Linked DNA regions of Rattus norvegicus: region 1 is linked to region 2. The links are chromatin contacts, called in public Hi-C maps. All regions are on one chromosome and are shown on one strand. The core of a region is the stretch at or near the end of the contact, and the rest is flanking DNA. Distances in the headings are between cores, read along the strand shown. Region 1 holds the start of Zfp641 (zinc finger protein 641). Region 2 has its middle 15 kb from the start of Ccdc184.

Region 1 (4,214 bases), core at 425-2,924, 130 kb before region 2:
GGTTGTAAGGATGGGACTGGGAAGAGAGGAGAGGGGAGGAAGGCTGTGATCAGGATGCAAAGTGAATAATTTTTTTAAGAAAAAAAAAAGGTCAATAAAAATACATACTTTGCATGTGTGGGCGTGTGCGCGCGCGTGCACGTGCGTGAGTGCACACCCATGCACACGTGCATGAGTTCTTGTGCATAACAAACGACAGACTAGTCAGGCGAAAAAGTTTGGAGTGAACTTATCCACAATAGAGGAATTAACAATAATTGTTTTCTAATAAAGATCACTTTTATTGTCGAGAGAGGGTGGGGGAGGTGGAGGGAGGGAGGGGGAGGAGGGGGAGAGGGGGAGAGGAGGAGGGAGAGAGAAAAGAAAGAAAGAAGGAAAGAAAGAAGGAAGGAAGGAAGGAAGGAAGGAAGGAAGGAAGGAAGGAAACAGTATTTGCAGGATTGATTCCTAATACAGCTGACAGGCCAGCCACAGCCCTCTTCCCTCTTACCCTTGGACAGGAGTATTCTAAGGCCACTTGAGACAGTGGAGACGCTAGGTGAAAGGAACCTGGTCCTTTCATAAAAACAAAGAGCAGAGATCCTCTCTCACTCCCCATCCCCCACTGGTTTCACACCGTCCACCCACATGTAGAGAAGGACATGAAAAAGCCTTTACTAGAGTTACGGTACCGATTTGTTGGGCTACACTAATAAGCACCTCTCCCGTACCTAAGAGAACTTCCAGCACTGGTTCTGGAGCTGAGGATAGCCGCTCTGGTCCGACCATCCTCACACATCCCGTGAGCTGCTCCTAGAATGCCCTCTACACGGGTTCCCAACTGCAGGTCTCCCTCTTCTCTTATCCCATCGTCCCTGCTCCTCTATTTCTGTGAGTCTCTGACCTCCCTGCCAGACACAATCACTTCTCTTTGCTTCTATCCCGGCTCGGGGTAGATTTTTAAAAACACGTATCACATACCTTATGATAACGCCTTTGGCACATGGCCTCCACTGATAGGCTATAAGATTTTGCGGAACGACTGTGATAAAACAACGGGAATGTATCATTTACCAGCTAGGTTCTTTCTACCATTATCTGTTTTGTAGATGTTTCTGGTCTTTCCCACTCTCCTTCATTTTATTAATGCTTTAGGGTAGCCCTGCCCAGCAGAAATGTGGTGCAAGTCGCAATTATAATATGCAAAATTAACACACTTAACCCAATGTAGCGTAAACATTGCATTTTAAAAAATCAAGTCTTCTAAATGTGCCGGGCACACTTGTAGCTCATGTCTCTTCAGATACGAAGGCAATGCGGCAGCAGAGCCCACTTCACACAGCACCATCTTGGTGGAGCCAACGTGAAGGAAGGCGTCATTAGAAGTCCACTGTCCAGTCGGTTGTCTGTCTGTCTGTCAGGAGGGCTAGCCTGAGGGGAGGGTTCCAGCCCTCTTGTCGCCCCCACCGCCAGGCGCTGTGGGTGGTCGCAGGCTGTGGGCGGGGCCCCGGGAGTAGCAAAGCCCCTGGGCTGCGGCAGCAGCGACAGGAGCCTGGGTCCAGCGGTCCCCTCCGCCCCCGCCCGCCCCCGCCCGCACCACGGAGCCCCGGAAGCGGCGGGATTTCCTGTGCCCGCCCCACGCCGGCCCTGTCGCCTGTCGCTGGCTCTGCGGGCCACGGGCTCGGCCGCGCCGGGCGGGAGGCAGTGCCAAGGGGCCGAGCCCGGGTGAGTGGGGCCGGGGTGCGGGTGGGCGTGGAGGAGGGCGCCAGCCTGACCGTGGGGACTGTGGCGTCGGTGTCGCAAGCCCGGTCCCGTCGCTGTCACTGGCATGGGCGTCCCCGCAGCACCCTTCTGTCACTTGCTATAGCCCCGGCTCGCAGGAACCTGTTTTCTGGCCTCACTTAGGGAGCTCCAGAGTCTTCTGAAATCTGACCCTCCCCGTGGTGCTGTGACCGGGAGAGAAGAAATCTTACCCTGCTGCGGGCTCAGGGCCCGAGGTGCCACACCCGTGGTGGCCCGGCCACTGGGAACCACTCTCGTCCCTGTGCCCTTGGGCCACTTTTTGAAACCAGGGTCCTGAGACTGTCCATAGAACTTGCTGCAAAAAAAAAAAAAAAAATCAGCAGGTGCCCTGCCTCCCAGATACATAAGCAGGCAAGAAATGAAAGCCCAGGAACCCAGGCTCCAGCGGACTTGGGATTGTCCTGAACTAGGGGAAAGGGAAAAAAGAAAACAGGTGAAAGCTGAAAGGCCAGGTGCTGGCCCTGCCTCGAACACCCTAGGAAATACAAGCAGGTGACAGTAGCAGGTGACATCCTTTGCTCGGTTCCTGTTAACATCTCCACAGGTTTTCTGTCCTCATCCAGCTCGCCCAGTGTGCAGACACATTTCCCATGGAGGACTCTCCTCTGAAGGAGGTGACAGGGAAGTGGGTTGAGACAGGTGTCCCAGTACTAAACTGGAGAGGAAACTGCTGGAGGGCCTGCCTAGGCAGCGAGGGAATGAGGGGGACTGGAGGTGCAGAAGGGTGATTGGTGTCCTGCGTGTCTAAAAGTGAGAAAGGGCACAGGTGCTGAAATCCAGAGGAGAGCTAAAATGGAAATTCCACTAAGTGCTGCCTTACCCTCTTTCCCTTCCTCTCCTAACACCACCCAAGCTGGGAATCAGCCCAGGATGCCTCCATGAGGCCCCAGAGTCATCTTTGAGCTTCAACAGTGGGAAGAGGAGTTTGTTCATTTAGTACATTGTTCTTAGAAATCTGTTGTCACAGGCAAATGGACCAGGAAGTAGCTGGCCTGGAGCCCTTCCAAGCCTCCTGGGGTCTTGCAGATGTTACTGAATGATCCTGTGAGTCAAAACAGCCCCTGAAATTCTGACTTGTTCTAGGGAGATTACTGGTCGCTCCGTCTACATGGGAAGGGAGTAGGAATGACAGAAATCCATTGGCACCATGGTTCTACCATGGTTGTCAAATGGGTCCTGTCTTGTTCTAGGACTGCTGTGGATTCTAAAACAAACCCTAACCTAAATCCCTTTCTTGCGATCAAACCCCATTTATTCTGTTTTATGGGTGGCGTGACTGACCGGCCTTCTGTTGCTTGTCAAGCCCAAACTATGTCTGCTGTTTCAGCTTCCCTTTCTTAACTCAAACCTCTTCCCGTGAACAAACACCGGCTTCCCCATGCCATTCTTGGAGTTCGATATATTCTTTATAAGGCGCTGTGACTGGTGCCCATCACGTACTCCAGCCTCTAACGTTGTGTTAATAATGCCGCCTTCCCGCTTCCCACCACTTCTCCACGCTCTGATCTTCCCACCATTCCCAATTAAACTTCAGCTCTTCACCGACCTGCAGTTTCTGCTCCCTGTCAGGCCTGTGCTGGGTACATCCAGCTCGCCTGTGTAGCGGTCCAGGTCACTGTCTTTCTGCTGTGTTTGTCTCAGTTCTCATTTCCTATGTAGGAATGACAGGTCATGGGTCCCTTCACTGAGACTTAAGGGAGGGCTATCTGGTTCATTTTGAACAGGTACTTAGGACAGGTCTACCCCCTGGGTGGGACTTCTACACCAGTTGATGAAAATGAAATCTGAGGCATAGAATCTCTCGGTATGTTCGCACCCATCTTTGTTGAGTGGATTCCTTCCTGCATTTTCAATGAATTCGAGTGAGGTCTGTTTATAGCGTGAGGCCTTTGAATACCCGGGACCTGACTGTGGATCACCTGTCGGCTCCTGAGTTCCTCCAGGAAAGCTAGGCTCACACTGCCTTGTAAGCACATCTTCCACGGGGCTCCTCTGCTTCCTGTCCTTAGCCTTGGGAACTGTGTCTCATCCTCTTCCATAGATGAGTAGATCCGTTGTTGACTTGTTCCAGGTCCTAGCGGGCACTCACTGCAGACATGCTTTCGGAACAGAGCGTAGCCCCGGGTGCAGGATGGGAGCCAATGAGTGCACAGCTGGATGCAGCGGAACCCGGGTCAGAAAGAGGAGCCCGGGAAGAGGGCCCGTGGAGAACAGCACCAAGGCCGCTGGAGCACCTTCACAGTGGTCTTGAAGACGAGACACTGTCCCTTCAGGAGAAGGGTAAGAGCACATGGGGGAGTGGGGGGGGGGTTGGGAAGCACTAGAAGTCTCTGTCTCTGCTCAAAACGTGGCATTAAAAATCCCTACATGCAGTGGCTCACACTTGTAAGTTCAATCCTTGGAGGATAGTTAGGAGGATTGCCATGAGTCCC
Region 2 (4,078 bases), core at 1,214-3,713:
GCAACTCCTGGAAGTCATACTGACAAAACCAACTCCCAGGAAGGGAGGGTTGCTAGAAGTGAAACAGGCCCCTGAACCGCTAATCAGTCTTACCTAAGGGAAAGTAAACTTGTCCTGTGTCTTTAAGACTATTCGTTTACCCACGTGGAGTCGGGTTCCTAACGCATCCTCAGGGAGAGAGGACACCATCTTCCTCAAGGCTGGCACCTTCAATAGCTCAGGTCCTGAGAAGACCTTCTTTAGGTCCCAAAACTGTCAGTAAATTTCCAAGATTTATTTATATATATCAAAGGCCCAGAGAAAATTAGCCGTTGCAAGTATGCTGAAGTAAGAAAAAAGAGAAAAAAGAAAAAAGAGAGAGGAGTGACTTGCAACCCAGAAGAACCATGTCTAAAGTTGTCAAACTCGGGGGAAGGTCTAGGCCTTCCAGATCACCACGGAGGAAAAGAAACCTTGTCTTCCTGTCTGTAGTCCTGGCTTCCCTAAGTTTGAAATCCCAATCTGCAAAAAGCCTTTGAAAAGGAAAAGCAAGCCGGTAAAGTTCAGGCAGAGAAAGGAAACAGTGTGCTTGTGAGGCTTTTTTTTTTTTTTTTTTTTGAGAATTACATCATAGCTGTGCAACAGTGCTTCTCTACCATCCTGACGCTGAGAGCCCTTAATACCTTTCCTCATGCTGTGGTGACCCCCAGCCATAAGCTTCTTTTTGTTGCTACTTCATAACTGTAATTCTGCTACTATTATGAATCGTAATGTTTTCTGATGGGCTTGGGTGACCCCTGTGAAAGGGTCATGACCCACAGGTTGAGAACCGCTCCCTGGCAGTTCTGCGCACTTGTAGACAATGGGCGCGGTGAACAGGGCAGGTCAGCAAAGGCTGCATTATTAAAAGGTCTGGAAAAAAAACACCATTGGAGCACAGATAACAGCAGCTCAAGGTTATTAAGTACTTTGGTCCTAAAACCTTTACAGTTGAATTCCACGATAGTAGGATCATTATGGGATACTATCGTGCACTATTTGATATCAAAAGCAGAAGTTTCTAGAAGTTGTTTTTCTTTTCAAATTACACAGCATTTAAAGGGCGTAGCTACCGTTCTCACTCAGGTGCCCTGTCCCCACAACTTAGGCCCCTCCTCCTCTGGGATGACCCTGTTATTATCCTCTGGACCTCTTCCTCCGCAGCTGTGATTACCTAAAGGTGATTGAGCACACCATTGACTAGTCACTGAAGGGGAAGGGGAGGGACTTATGAGACTTCTCCTCTTCCTAAAGACACCTAGCTAGTTAATAGAGGGAGCAGAACTGGGGATATCCAGGGTCAAGGATTTCAAGGAGAGCAATATTTTCTTTAACAGCATACCTGCCCCTGGGTAGTCAGTACCCCTGAGACTGACGTCAAATAAACTCATTGGTTCACCAGCTACACTGGGGTGGAACTTTGTTACTGTCCTTAGCTCACCTCTGGAGGTCCGGAAGAATGCCAAGGAGGTGATGTTAGCTAAACCATGAAGAATACGGAGAAGCGGTTAGGTGCAGATCGGGAAGGGATACTGGCTATTAGGACTAAAATTCCAACACCCGCCCCCCCCCCCAGTTGATTTCTTGCAGATTTGCGTTCAACGAGCATGTCAGAAGGTGAGTTGGGGCCAGGAATTACTAAGAAATCTGACCTGGGGTGACCTGGAACTGTCAAGCCTCCCAAGAGGAACAGGTCACAAGAAAGGCTCACAAGGAAAACTACTGCCGGCGCCAGATCTTCCCGGAAGGGAAGAGCTGCAGGGTTCACAAAAAGCCAGACAACTACTTAAGAAGGGCTCTGGAGAGGCTGGGGTCTGACTGGATTCAAGAAGACAAGATGACTAGGTGGGCCTGAAGCAGCGGCTCTTAACTTGTGGGTCTCGACTCCTTTGGGTTTCTTATCAGATATCCTGCATATCAGATATTTACATTACTATTTATAACAGTAGCAAAACTTGTTATGAAGTAGCAACAAAAATGATTTTATGGTTGGCGGCTTCACCAAACATTAGGAACTGTATTAAAGGGTCGCAGCATTCGGAAGGTTGAGAACCACTGCATTAGAGTTAGCTCAGCCCGCTAGAAACAGGAAGGGAACCCAGAAGTTCTGAGGTTCTTCCCCGAGGTCCTCACATCTCCCTGCACAGCTCCACCTGGTGGCAGCACCCGAGGATGCAGCACGCCTTGACCTGATTAGAACCAGGCGGAACCTGCCACCAATCAGCCTTCCTCAGCCTCTCGGCGCGCCCTGTGCAACCAATGAGAGGCGTCTCCTTGGCCAACCCTCCCGCGCCGGATCCAGATTTGTCCACCTCTGAGAAACAAGGTCTATTTCGGGATGACTGCAGCGGCCTTGGTGGGCAGCTGCAGGATGCAGCCCAGGAGCTCAGGGCGTGGGATACCCATCCAACCGCGTACCCTCCCCTTTGGCGGAGGCTGGGGTGTGGGCGGAGCATAGCCGGAGAGCCCTCTACCAATCACGTTAAGGCTCGGTAGCTGCCAGTCCAGTCTGAGGATGCGGAGCCTGAATCTCTCCAAGCGATAGCTCCATTTTTAGCGAATTGTGTAATGCTGGGCTGCTCTTCCCGCCCGTAAACAACTGCAGTGTCCTCAGCCGCCTTATCGCTCCCTTTCAGTTAACAACTCGAGAAGACCCTCTTGCCACGTACGTGGAGTCCCTGGGACCTCTGAGTTCCCACGATGTGTGTCTTATCTCTGTACGCCCTCGTTATTTTTGAGTGATTTACTTTTCTCTTTACCCAACTAGTATATGTTCAACCCTTGGCGCGAGTGCTTTGACCGTACGTGTTGTGATGGTATTCCTTGCAAAATCAAGCAAAAAAAAAAAAAAAAAAAAAAAGCAAAGCTTCTCCAACAGGACAGGAGAGGGAGTATTTATAGAGTCCTCACCCCACAAGTCCCCGAGTCTTGTGAAACAGTTTAGCATACGGAAATAGAGCGTATGCGGGTCACGAAAATTAAACGCTAACTCTAAAAATTTGTATCACTAAATCTAAAGACCTAGATGTCTTCTGTCTGACTCATCAACTCCTCGTCCTTGCTATCCATCTCAGGGCGTGGAAGACTGACCTGCATAAACTGCTCTCGTTCTTCCATCCGGTTCGATCCAAGAATGGCAAGGTGGAGCCCGAGGTTGGATATCTAGTCCCCCCCATCCCACCCCACCCCACCCCACCCTACCTTATCCGCTTTCTTTTTAGGGGGGGTCCCTATTTTTACTATCTCCTCCAGGTTCTGTCTCCACTATTTGGAACAGAGCTCTCTGCTTCTAGATATTTTTTGTGTGATTTTTCTACAGCCCACCCACACCTGGGTCTTGAAAAATAACTCCTCATTAAATTCTATTCAAATTATCCTACCCTAATACAAGACCGGCCTCCCTTACTGGGGAGCAGAAACCATCACCTCACATAGGAACATCTGAAAGGGATGACGGGGTCCCCGGAGATAGGCGAATCTGAACATGACGCTCACTTGGCGAACCTATGAGGCATAGATACTTTGGAGTGCGTCTGTTACGCTGCACAGCCTACCTTTCAAGAACTCTTCCCCCACAGGGGTACCACACATCTCTTCTCTGTACTTATTTGGAATAACAGTTGCCACCAAGGAATTCTGTATCGCATCCACCCACCATCACTACAGCTGACCCTATAGCCTCGAGCTATGGAGCACCTGACTGACAAAAAAAAAAAAAAATTGGTGCGCAGAGAGAGTCTGTTGAAGTTGGGGGTGGGGAGAACAGAAATAAAAGGCCATGTCTCCAAGGAAAGAACCTAAGATAATGCCGCCGCCCCCCCACACACACACACACACACACTTTGTGTCAGTCTAACATTTTGCACCTTGATTTGTGGAACAACCTTACAGCCTTATAGAAGGCTCGGGAAATGTTACCACCAACACTAACAACTATTAGCAATGCCCTGAGGGCCCTGACTTCCACGAATCTCTTCTCTGTACTTACTTGGAAAAACAAGTTCATTTTGCTGTCAGAGTTGGGGAACTTTCTTCTGCAAGATTTTCTCATTCCGGCCCT

The links. A called contact is a pair of places that touch in the nucleus more often than the background predicts.
Region 1: a Hi-C map of Schwann cells shows a contact between it and region 2, with 2.5 times the contacts expected there. The contact joins the promoter of Zfp641 here to the enhancer-like site in region 2. A contact is called at or near these places in 2 of 12 Hi-C or Micro-C datasets (Schwann cells and frontal cortex).

Annotation. Positions count from the first base shown.
Region 1 is chr7:131,321,151-131,325,364 of GRCr8, reverse strand. Zfp641 (zinc finger protein 641) reads left to right here and starts at 1,674. Exons shown (of 6, transcript NM_001106792.2): 1 at 1,674-1,704; 2 at 3,854-4,062. The coding sequence starts at 3,879.
Region 2 is chr7:131,191,341-131,195,418 of GRCr8, reverse strand. No RefSeq gene overlaps it. Among named protein-coding and RNA genes, the nearest start is that of Ccdc184, 15 kb to the right of the region's middle. Within about 2 kb of position 2,463, at least 82 of the 93 cell types and tissues checked have an H3K27ac peak or open chromatin away from gene starts, as enhancers often do. A contact at or near this core is called in Schwann cells, where this site is marked.